2 separate regions of the Mus musculus genome follow, and region 1 is linked to region 2. Evidence: chromatin contacts called from public Hi-C data. All regions are on one chromosome and are shown on one strand. Each heading gives the region's core, a stretch centred on a gene start, on an enhancer-like site or on the middle of the called end of the contact. The rest is flanking DNA. Distances are from core to core; before and after follow the strand shown.

The links. Hi-C and Micro-C count contacts between places; a contact is called where the count stands out from the background.
Region 1: a contact with region 2 is called in a Hi-C map of Sertoli cells, with 2.4 times the contacts expected there. The contact joins the promoter of Arhgap20 here to the enhancer-like site in region 2. A contact is called at or near these places in 2 of 484 Hi-C or Micro-C datasets (Sertoli cells and nephron progenitors), 2 of 115 datasets of contacts at active chromatin or transcription factors (the SCID.adh cell line and embryonic fibroblasts) and 2 of 9 other capture datasets (adipose tissue and liver).

What each region holds. Positions count from the first base shown.
Region 1 is chr9:51,762,783-51,767,541 of GRCm38.p6, forward strand. Arhgap20 (Rho GTPase activating protein 20) reads left to right here and starts at 2,569. Exons shown (of 15, transcript NM_175535.4): 1 at 2,569-2,829. The coding sequence starts at 2,725. It overlaps Gm40520 (a long non-coding RNA gene), which reads right to left and starts at 2,646. Exons shown (of 3, transcript XR_870739.3): 1 at 1,819-2,646.
Region 2 is chr9:51,723,611-51,728,745 of GRCm38.p6, forward strand. No RefSeq gene overlaps it. Among named protein-coding and RNA genes, the nearest start is that of Arhgap20, 39 kb to the right of the region's middle. Within about 2 kb of position 3,536, at least 31 of the 459 cell types and tissues checked have an H3K27ac peak or open chromatin away from gene starts, as enhancers often do. A contact at or near this core is called in Sertoli cells and embryonic fibroblasts, where this site is marked.

The DNA.
Region 1 (4,759 bases), core at 1,319-3,818, 38 kb after region 2:
AGCACGGAAAGCAGACCAGGTAGTTGAGAAGAACGCAGGTTCTGAAGCTGCATGGTCAGTTTCTAAGTTACCATCACTGTTCAAAGTCCTCGTGGCCTGCTGTTGTCTTCTATGTGGAGTGGGGGAATAAACGAACCCACCCTATCTGATACAGATGGGAGTTAATTATATCTGTAAAATACTCATAGTCTCCCATAGAGCAAACACTCAGCAAAGGCTTCCTGTTGCAATTGCTGGAGCTACTCTCAAGCCTGGGTGCCTGGAGCTGGGGAAGAGATAAACCTAGGAAGACTTCTCTCGGTTTCTGACAGTCCTGAAGATTTCCAGGACGATTCACCAGGTACCTTTTATGCCCCAGATACTAGACATTTCGGAGTAAAGTAAAAGAGGGTAGAGACGTAGCCTGGAAAATTCCCAGACACGAAGGACAAGTCCAAAGTCCTAGTGGGCTTCTGAAAGTATGACGATTTCAAGGTGACAGAGAACAGGGTGAGAAGCAAAGACACATAAGAGTCAGCAAGAAAGTGAAGTGAGGGTGGGGTGTGGGGGGGGGTCTGTCTTTCATTCTGTACTATGACATTTTTGGTTTATTCCACAGCAAGGAACCAAATAATGGTTTAGCAGGGCAGTGTTGTGATCAGACAGACATGTGTCTCTACTGTCGGCTGTTCAAACCCAAATTTCCTGAGTAGCCTTGCCTCGAAACTTAACGTGGAGAGAGCAATTTTCTGTGCTGTTCCAAGCTATTTCATCTTGGGAATAAAAAGACAAAATGAACAGTGAAAGTTTTCCACATTTGCTGGGGGAAAAGGGGGTACCTTGATTTGGGAAACTGGCTATTTCATCACAGAGATACTTCATAGTCCATGGGGCTCTTTGAATGACAGCCAGCTCTGTCTTGACTCTTCTGCATCTTTCTTATATCATTTGTGTGTCTTCTCAGTTCATTTAACTAACAAACATTTATTATGTTAGACACTGCCTTAGTATCTATCAGGTGGCAACAAAGAACAAGAATGTCTGGATGGCTGTGACTCTTTGGGCTAAGTGAACTATTTGGAGATAAAAGAATTGAAACAAACAAACAAACAAACAAACAAACAAAAATGAGGCAGATTAAGAAAAGCCAGGGTGTCCATTCACCAAAGAATTAAGAGATTAAGGCACCTGGGGGTGGTTCCAAGTGAATGAACAGAACTGCAAAGCCCTCTTTAAGCACAACCTATAAATTAGTGGGTGAAAGCCCTTCTCTGCACGAGGACCACAGCTGTAGCACCCCTGATTCACAGATGTATATACATATATATGAGATTTATTAAGCTTCCTTTTAACAATGTAGTGTGATGTGACTAAAATTAGCCTTATATTTCCACAACAAACAATCTTAGGTTTGGATGATTGTGTAGGTGTGTCTTTGTGGGTGTGTGTTGGACAGCATCCCCTAGCTTGGAACACTGCCCACCTGAGTTCTGTTCCTTATAACCTGCCCCAATAGCCGCCCAAACTGCAAGAAACCTCTTTTTCTTTTTTTCTTTTCTTTCCTTTCCTTTTCTCCCCCTTTCTTTTCTTTTCTTTTCTTTTTTCCTTGTCACAAAAATAAGCAGAATCCGTAACCATCTCGCAATCACGGAGTGATATCCTTAGTGATTTTTTTTTCACACTAGTTCTGATTCCAAGGGAAGAATGCCACCTACTGTATCATTTACACCAGCAGCCAGCCCTGCAAAGTGCGAACACTACTTAACCCTGGTCTGTTCCAACTGCCCTTTGATTATTATTTAGTCCAAAAAAGAGGGAGGGGTCACTATTTGGACTTACAGGAAGTTAGGTTCTGAGCTCGCGATATCAGATCAACGCTTCCACATATTGTTGCCTTCTCATAGATACTATGCCAAGTTTCAACCTCCTTTCTGCCTGCATTTTCCTCTTAATTGCGCTTTCTCCTTCAGAATGCAGGGTCCCTGCAGCTTGCTGCCTGCGAAGCTGGTGGTGCAGACATGCAAGGTTGCTTGTCCATGCTTGCTCCCTGTGACTGCAAAGCAACAGCTCTGGGTTACCCTGACAGGCTTAGCTAGCAAGCGTTCGATATTGCCCCCGAAGTCCGGCGATGCCACCAGGGCTTCCAAATTTGTCTAACTCCTTCTTCAGCGGAGCGGGGACCGGGTTGGGGGTGGGGGTGGGGTCCCTTCCGCAGTCCGCGAAAGCGAGGCTAGGCTGGCGGCCCCTGCACCACCTTCGAGCGAGCCGCGCTCGCTGAGGCTCCCGCGCTGCAGCTGCGCGGGAAGGGACGCTGGCGGGAGCGAGCGGACAGGCGCGCGGAGCTGCACCGGAGGCAGTGGTGCGTGGTGCACGGCGCGTGGCGCGCGGCAGCGAAAGCTTCGTACCCGCGGAGGCACCTCGCAAGGTTAGTGGCTTCGGTAGCGCCAAGCGCTGAGAGCTCGCTCCCGGCAGTGTGCACGGGCGGCGCGGGGAGGGCGGAGGAGGCGGGGCGGACGCGGAGAGGCGGGGCGGGCCGGGGCGGGGCTACGTGGACGGGCGGCCGCCCGGAGCGCTTGCTGCAGCCTGAGCAGAGTGCGGCGAGCGCGACGAGCGCGGCGCGGGCGGCGGTCCATGGCCCCGACGGGAGGCGCGCCGCCCGCACCCGCAGCTCGGCGTCCGGCCTGAGCGGACCGCGCCGCGCAGCCACCCGGTCCTCGGCTTGGGCTTAGCTTGCAGATCTTCTTCATGGAAGCGATGTCTCCGCAGCAGGATGCTCTAGGGGCGCAGCCGGGGCGCTCCTCCTCGCTGACAGGCATGTCTCGCATCGCGGGAGGCCCTGGCACCAAGAAGGTGAGGACGCCCGAGCGGGAGGGCCCCTCCATGGGCTCGCGCCTTCCACGGGTGCCTGGTGCTGAGAGGGGTTAACGGTCCCCGCGTGGGGTGGGAGGGTCACCTCCCGGGATCCCCGCTGTCTTCTCTGGTGGAAACGGTCTCGGAGAAGCCCGTTGCCTCTCCATCTCTGACCCGGGGAGTGCCTCCCTGCGAGCCTCCCGAGGTAGTCTTAACCCGACAGCCTGAGGAAGGTAGGCGGCCCCGGAGGGGAGGGATGATGCGCCCACCCAAGGCCTCCAGGGGATGTCGGAGATGGGTGCCGTGGGCTACACTGTGGGATCCGGAGGTTTGACTCGGCCTAGATCTAGGCTGGCTGGCGGTGGGCGGGCAGTTTCCGGAGGTCCCAGCGGGGCATGGGGGGCTTGGCTCAGAACCACCCCCTGAGAAGGGACGTTTGCATTTGCCTGTGGGGGCGGCGCCCTTGTTCCCTGACACCCGAAGGACTGATCCGGGTAACTACTTGTAGCTTTTGCTGGTGATTGACTGGTCCACGGTGCAGCGGGAGGATTTCGATAGAGGTCAGGAGTCTGCAATAGGTCCCGGAGCAAGTGCACGTGGGCCGCGAGCTTCTGAGCTCCTGGGAATTGATTTGGGTGCTGTAGCCATGGGTGCCCCCTTCCCTTCCTCCAGCACTAAACCTTCAGATATTTGGCCATATTTGTTCCTTACAGTGGTGTCGCCTTCTCCAGCTTCTGTGGAAACAAGTTGGGATGAGAGCTCATTCTAGTTCTTCCCTAACAAATAATGTGAAAACGTTGCATTACTATAATTAGAGACTCACAGGGATACACTGGCTCCCTGCATGTCCGGATTTTATGGCTTTTCATTAATCTTCCCACTAGAATGGTGGCTTGGCTGGAGGTGAAAGAAGAGAGGTGATAGCTGTATAGAAATGTATGTGAGCTCCCAAGGACCTTGGGCCTGTCACAGAGCCCTCTATGGGTGTCTGTGAACTTGATGGATGGGCAGTAGTGGCGGCTCAGCCTTTGATGTATGGAGGCTGATGTTTGCCCTTGTGGGTTTTTTCACCCTTCAGAGACAGTGTGTGTGAGTGTGTGTGCGCGCGCGCGCGTGCGTGTGTGTGTGTGTGCGCGCGCGCGCGCGCGCTGTATGTGGTGTGTGTGTGTGTGTGTGTGTGTGTGTGTGTGTGTGTGTGTGTTCCAGTTTTTCCAAATAAAACGTGAAATTGTCAGGATGTCATTCTTAATTTAGGATGGTAGAGGAACATTAGGCAATTGGCAGAGATTTAAAGCGTTTTGGTTTTGTAAACCTAAGGAATTGGAGAGAATCAAGCATTTGTTTTCCTAAAGACTGTGGCCCCGCCCCGCGACTGATTATGCTAGCAAGGGGCGGAGGGGAGGGGAGGGGAGGGGAGGGAGCCTTAAAGAGTAGCTTTATCATTTTCAAGCCGCACTTGTCCCATAAAGGAAGGGAGGCTGTGTCCTTTTTCCTATGCTCTGTTCTCTGGGCACAGCCACTATCTCTAGGATGGTGTCCTTCGTTATAAAACATAAAGAGCTAGTACATTTCCACATCCATCTCTACTCCCCCAAGATTTTTGAGAAAATTGAATGGATGATGGCACATAGGCGCGATTGTGTTAGCCCTTCGTGTGCATTTTCCCCGTGATTGTAATTCACAACACTCGTGTTCTGGGTTACTCAGGCCTGTCATCTAGGATGGGGTTTCAACACCTTTCTTCAGTCAGCAATAGCCAACCCACCACAACAGCTGCCACCCTTCCAAAGTGTCCCGAACTTCTCCACTCCACCCTGCACAGCTTCCAGTGCAGTCCGAGCTGCCCAGTACCCATCTCTAACCTGTGCCTTTGCAGAAACTCCCACGACACCCTCGTGTCTTTCTGTGACCCGTTCTGCATTTAGCAGTG
Region 2 (5,135 bases), core at 2,286-4,785:
ATGGCAACACCTTTCTGGTAGGTTTGATTTTTTTTAATTTCATGACTATATTTCAAAATTATCAGAGATATCAATTCTTTCATTCATTCAGGTCAATTAAAAGATCGAGTTTTGATGGGAAATCCAGAATATATGGTGTACACTAGGAAAATTCTTCCCCAAAATAAGATCATTTTTAGAAAAAATATTCCATGATATTCTATGTAAATTATCAGTCACATCTAGTGCTCTTTTACCTTCTGGCTCTGTGAGACAGCAGGGGAAATACACTGCCAATGGCAATATTTGTATAATGTTATTTTTATTACCTCTGATTTAAATCTCAGGGTATACTTTTTTCAGAAGATCTGTGGTCGTGAAGAGCCATTTATATTATAAACACTAACATTTATTTTATGGTTTAACTTTGTATAAAAGAATATAAAACCCATTCATGAAAGTGTGTATATTCGTATTTTTTGGTGAGGAAAGAGATGTCAAGCAATTATTTAATATTATTCTAGGGAAGTTGTCTGGCCTAGGGGTTTAAAAAAGTGTTCTTATGTATGTAAAAGTACAAACTAAGATCATTCTGTCTTCTTTATGGTAAATAGCTGCAGGGAATTTGTCTGCATTACATTTGACAAATGTTTGCCTTCTTGCTTTGACATACACGTAGAATTGTCCTAGAGATGGTTAGCAATAAAAAGAAGATTTAAATCACACTTTGGGTTCTAGAAAGAATAGTCTTTAAAAGGCCCCAAATTGATGGTGGTGGTGGTGGTGGTGGTGGTGGTGGTGGTGGTGGTGGTGTTTAAAAGTACTGTTCAGCACCTGGGCAAGACAGACAATAAAATTTTGCCAATAAATTTAGCTCCAAATAATTCAGTGAATAAGTCAAGGAGAAAGAAGCTCACTTGCTAACTCCTTCATGTAGTCACTTCTTGAGGCTGGCTGCTGCCAGGCTTATCTATGGTCCAGTGGTCAGCAGGAGAACACCATGGTGTTCTCTTAGGATTCCTGCTCCTGCTTGTCATGTGAACATCATATTCTGTTCAGGGATGGAGAAGATTTAATCAAGAAGTCCAAATAATGGCAGTGACAGTTCAGTTCTGTAAAGGACGTTCATGCTCTGCCTTACAATCTTATTCTGCTCCCACATTGGTCAAAAGAGCATCTGCCTCGAACTCCATTAGTGCCTAGTCCAGAGGATTTATAAGGATAATGAAGTTGATTACTAACTTATTGTTCTGTGCACATTTGGTATTCCTATAGGTTTATATTTTCAAGCGTGGCTTGATGTAAAATCTAATATGCAGAATCATCTCTGGGCAGCTGCTTGCAGGACAAGGCATGTTAATTTAAACAGACCATTTAACCTTCTTTCTTCTGTTAATAATAATAATTAGTAATAATAGTAATAACCTCCTTCCTCTGTATTTCCTAAAGGTCTTCCTCACATATGATATTGTAGGTTTGCATACAGAGTATGCATGTCTTCTCATATAATCTCATTATTTTGGCAGTGCTTGGGATTTAACTCTTGACTTTGGCCATGCTGCGGAAGCCCTCTGCCATTAAGCTTCATTCCCAGACTTGGTTTTCATGACTATGTATCTTAAGTTGGTCTTGAACTCCAAGTTCTTCCTTCCTGTGTTCCTTGTGTATTCTTAAAACCACCTCTAAGCCATTTACCATGTCTAGTACCATGTATACACTGTGAAAATAGTTATTATACTGTATTGTATAGGGAATATTGACAAGGAGGAAAGTATACTGTTGTATAGATGTAAATTCCAGTCTGCATTTGTTTATGTCTGTGCATTGATAACTCACAAATACGGAAGTGACTATATACATAATCTAAGAAAGCCCACCATATGGATAAGGTTTGAGGACCTTGTATTACCCGTGTTTTCCTCTCCAGTGAACTTTGGTTTCTGATAAAGTTGCAATTATTTTCATTCAATTTAACCCTGATCTTCCCTTTTTTCCTTGAATGACCTCTTTACATGCACCGTGCTAGCTCTAGTTAATGGACTGCTGTTATCCTTCTCTGGGGCTGGTTTCCACTGTTCTAACTGAAGAAGGCTAGCAGTGACTACTAATTCATACAATGTCTTCATGGTGTCTTCTTCCCCATGATAATTATCTATTGCCACTACTGGAGGTATGTAAACAAAGTTATATATGCATTCAAGGTTTCATATACATGCCTTTATGAGAATGGATGAGTGAGAATTCTAAATGATTAGAATAAAAATTAAGGAATGTGAAACTTAGATATTATTGATAATTTCTATTTTAAGTATATTTGGTACTTTATGGTGTCAAAGCTCCAATTCAGAGCCCTGTACATTCCAGGCAAATATTCTGTCAACATGGTACATCCTCAGCCTCTGGTTGTCTTGTAAGTAGACCAGTACTATATTACTATGATAGTAACTGGTATTTATTATTGTAAATCACACTTTAAAGTAGCAAAGGTCATGTCAAAAATCATCTCAGAGATTTAGAGATTAGTGAAGAAAATCATTCAACGAGCATTTTACTCTTCCATGTAAGGTATAGCTAGCATAACACCTATCTCTATGCTTTAGAGAGCATTGCGATTCAAAATAAGCACAGAGACCTGCAGACAAAGCACAGTGGTAGAGCACATACCTGCATGTGTAAATGCCTAGATTCTCTCTCAACCCTGAAAGAAATTAAAAACCCAAGCAGCATGGTATGCCAATTCAAGTGACATAAATTTGAATTTAATCAACTATATCTCAAGTGAGGTTCTCATATTAAATACTCTTGTTTTAAATAATAACAGCAGCATTGTAACAATCACAGTGACTGCAAGTAGTGCTTATAAGACATAAATCATGAATGTCACCTTTAAAAGACTGTACTTTTTTTAGCTAAAATATAATTGTATCACTTTCTCCCTTCCCTTTCTTCCTTTCAGCCCCTCCCATATATCCTCCCTCTAGCCCTCCCACGCACCTCCCCTCAAATCGTTGACCTTTTTTATTATTATTATTGTTACATGCATATATATTTGTGTCTATATACATGTATGTGTACATGTGCGCATGCATAATAAACCTTCTGAGTCCATTCTTGTTATCTGTGTATATATAGTGTCAGGACTGACCGCTCTGTATTAGACAACCAATAAGGAGGCTCATTTCTGGGAATGGCTATTTATCCCTCTCCCAGAAGCCACTGCAGAAATTAGTTGCCTATAGAAATTCTTGTCTAGGTAACATTACCTCCTTTCTACATTAGCATGTCTTTGGATAATGCCATTGTTATAGTCTTATTTATATAGCCATTTGTAGTATTGACAATTTCAAAGCATACTTTTGGGGATTCTGGTCCTTACAACCTTTCTACCCTCTCTTCTGTGAGGTTCTCTGAGCCTTAGATGCAGGAGCTGTGATGCACAGGGGGGGGGGGAACCCCAGAAACTCCCTTAATGGCAAATACATTTGTATCTGTCTTCACAGCATAGCCTTTGCCCAAGGTCTAAGGTGACCCTTATCTCTCTAGACTACAGTGTATCACAAGGACATTTGGTCTGGGCTACAGAGAAACCAAGACAGAAGCTGGCAGGAACCTAAAAGTCTGGACTCAGGATTGTTATATATTTTAATGATCACAACACTTAGTTTCAAGAGTAGAAATAAACTGGCTTCTCTATGGGCAGCGTCTCAAGGATGGCTGCCATCTTACCCTCTATACTTCCCGATCTTCCCCACCCCCCAATGTTCTTGCCCACTTGGTTCTTGCTCATGAACAAGCCTGTGCCAGGCCTGGTCTTACCTGGCTGACTTTCTTGTCATTCAGATCTCAAATGGAATTTCATAGAGGGCACCCCCTTGCCATCTGTGAAAGTTTTCTCTGGTCATCCAGCCCAGTGCCCTAATTTGTTCCTATAACAATGTCACCATCACTCTCAGTTCATCTCTCTGGTTGTACTTTGGGGTATTTTTTTCTCCTTTCATTTAGAAAATGACCACAGGAGAAGAGAGACCCTGTCTGTCCAGCTCACGCTTATCCTCGGCACTTGGTAAGAGCCCTGCCTGCTGCAAAACGCAGTCCTTCCTAAACACTAGTCAAGTGAAAATACAAAGTAGCAAATCAGGATTCAAAACTAAATCCCACTGACTCCAGAGCTAAAACCAAATGTCCTTGTAATACATTGTAGTCTAGAGAGATACTGGCAACCTTGATCCTAGGGCAAAGGCGTGCTATGAAGAAGACAGTTAGCTGCAAAGGCATTTGCCATTACAAAAGTTTCAGCCTGGAGAATGTTCCTCCAGCAGAGCCCCCTTTTCTTTGTCTGTTTTCATTACAGCCATTGTTGTTTTGACTCTTAGAGATGAAAGATCACCATGGAATGCTCGTGTCTCAAGGCCACTTGCAGCCCAGGTCTTGTCTCTGGTACGGCCCCTGTAAGACCAGTTTGCCAAGGGGCCACCCCAGTGAGCCAGTGAGTGAGTTCCCCTGTCCAACCTGGAACAGAGCCATGGCCATGTTTGTACTGAGACTTCAGGGAAGCGTGTTTTATAAATGCTTGTTTCCTCTGAGTCACTGCTCAGACTTGTCCTTTCGCTGCAAACATTCCATTTTGTTTTATAACTGTCGAAAGAGGGGTGGAAGCCAAGGCTAACTGGACCAGTTTTGAAAGGAAAGGGGAAGTGAAAAAATTTAAATAGATTTTTCTATATTAGTGAGAGCCACGGAGGAACTCTTATCTGGACTTCAAATATATACACAGTTTCATCTTTATTTATTTTCTTACTGCAATAAGAAAAGAAAAAGTTCACAGGGTGGTTTTTTTCCCATCAAGTTTCCATGAAAATTCTGGAAGGTGGCAAGAGTTCTATAAAAACACATCAAGAACAATTAAGCCACATAAAACCAGTCTTAAAGGCCCCCATTATAAATGCCTCTGACTAAATATGAAGGAATTTTGCTTCTGATTTCCAGGCATTGTTGATCCTGAGATCTTTTCTCATTACTGAAAGTTTTCTGTAAATTTATATATTCCAGATCAAAGGTGTCAGGTCTTCCTTTGTGCCTTTTAAAATCATGTCCTTGTGTCCAATTCCCCATCTATGCCATTTGGTACATTATATTATACTTGTACGTGAGTAACT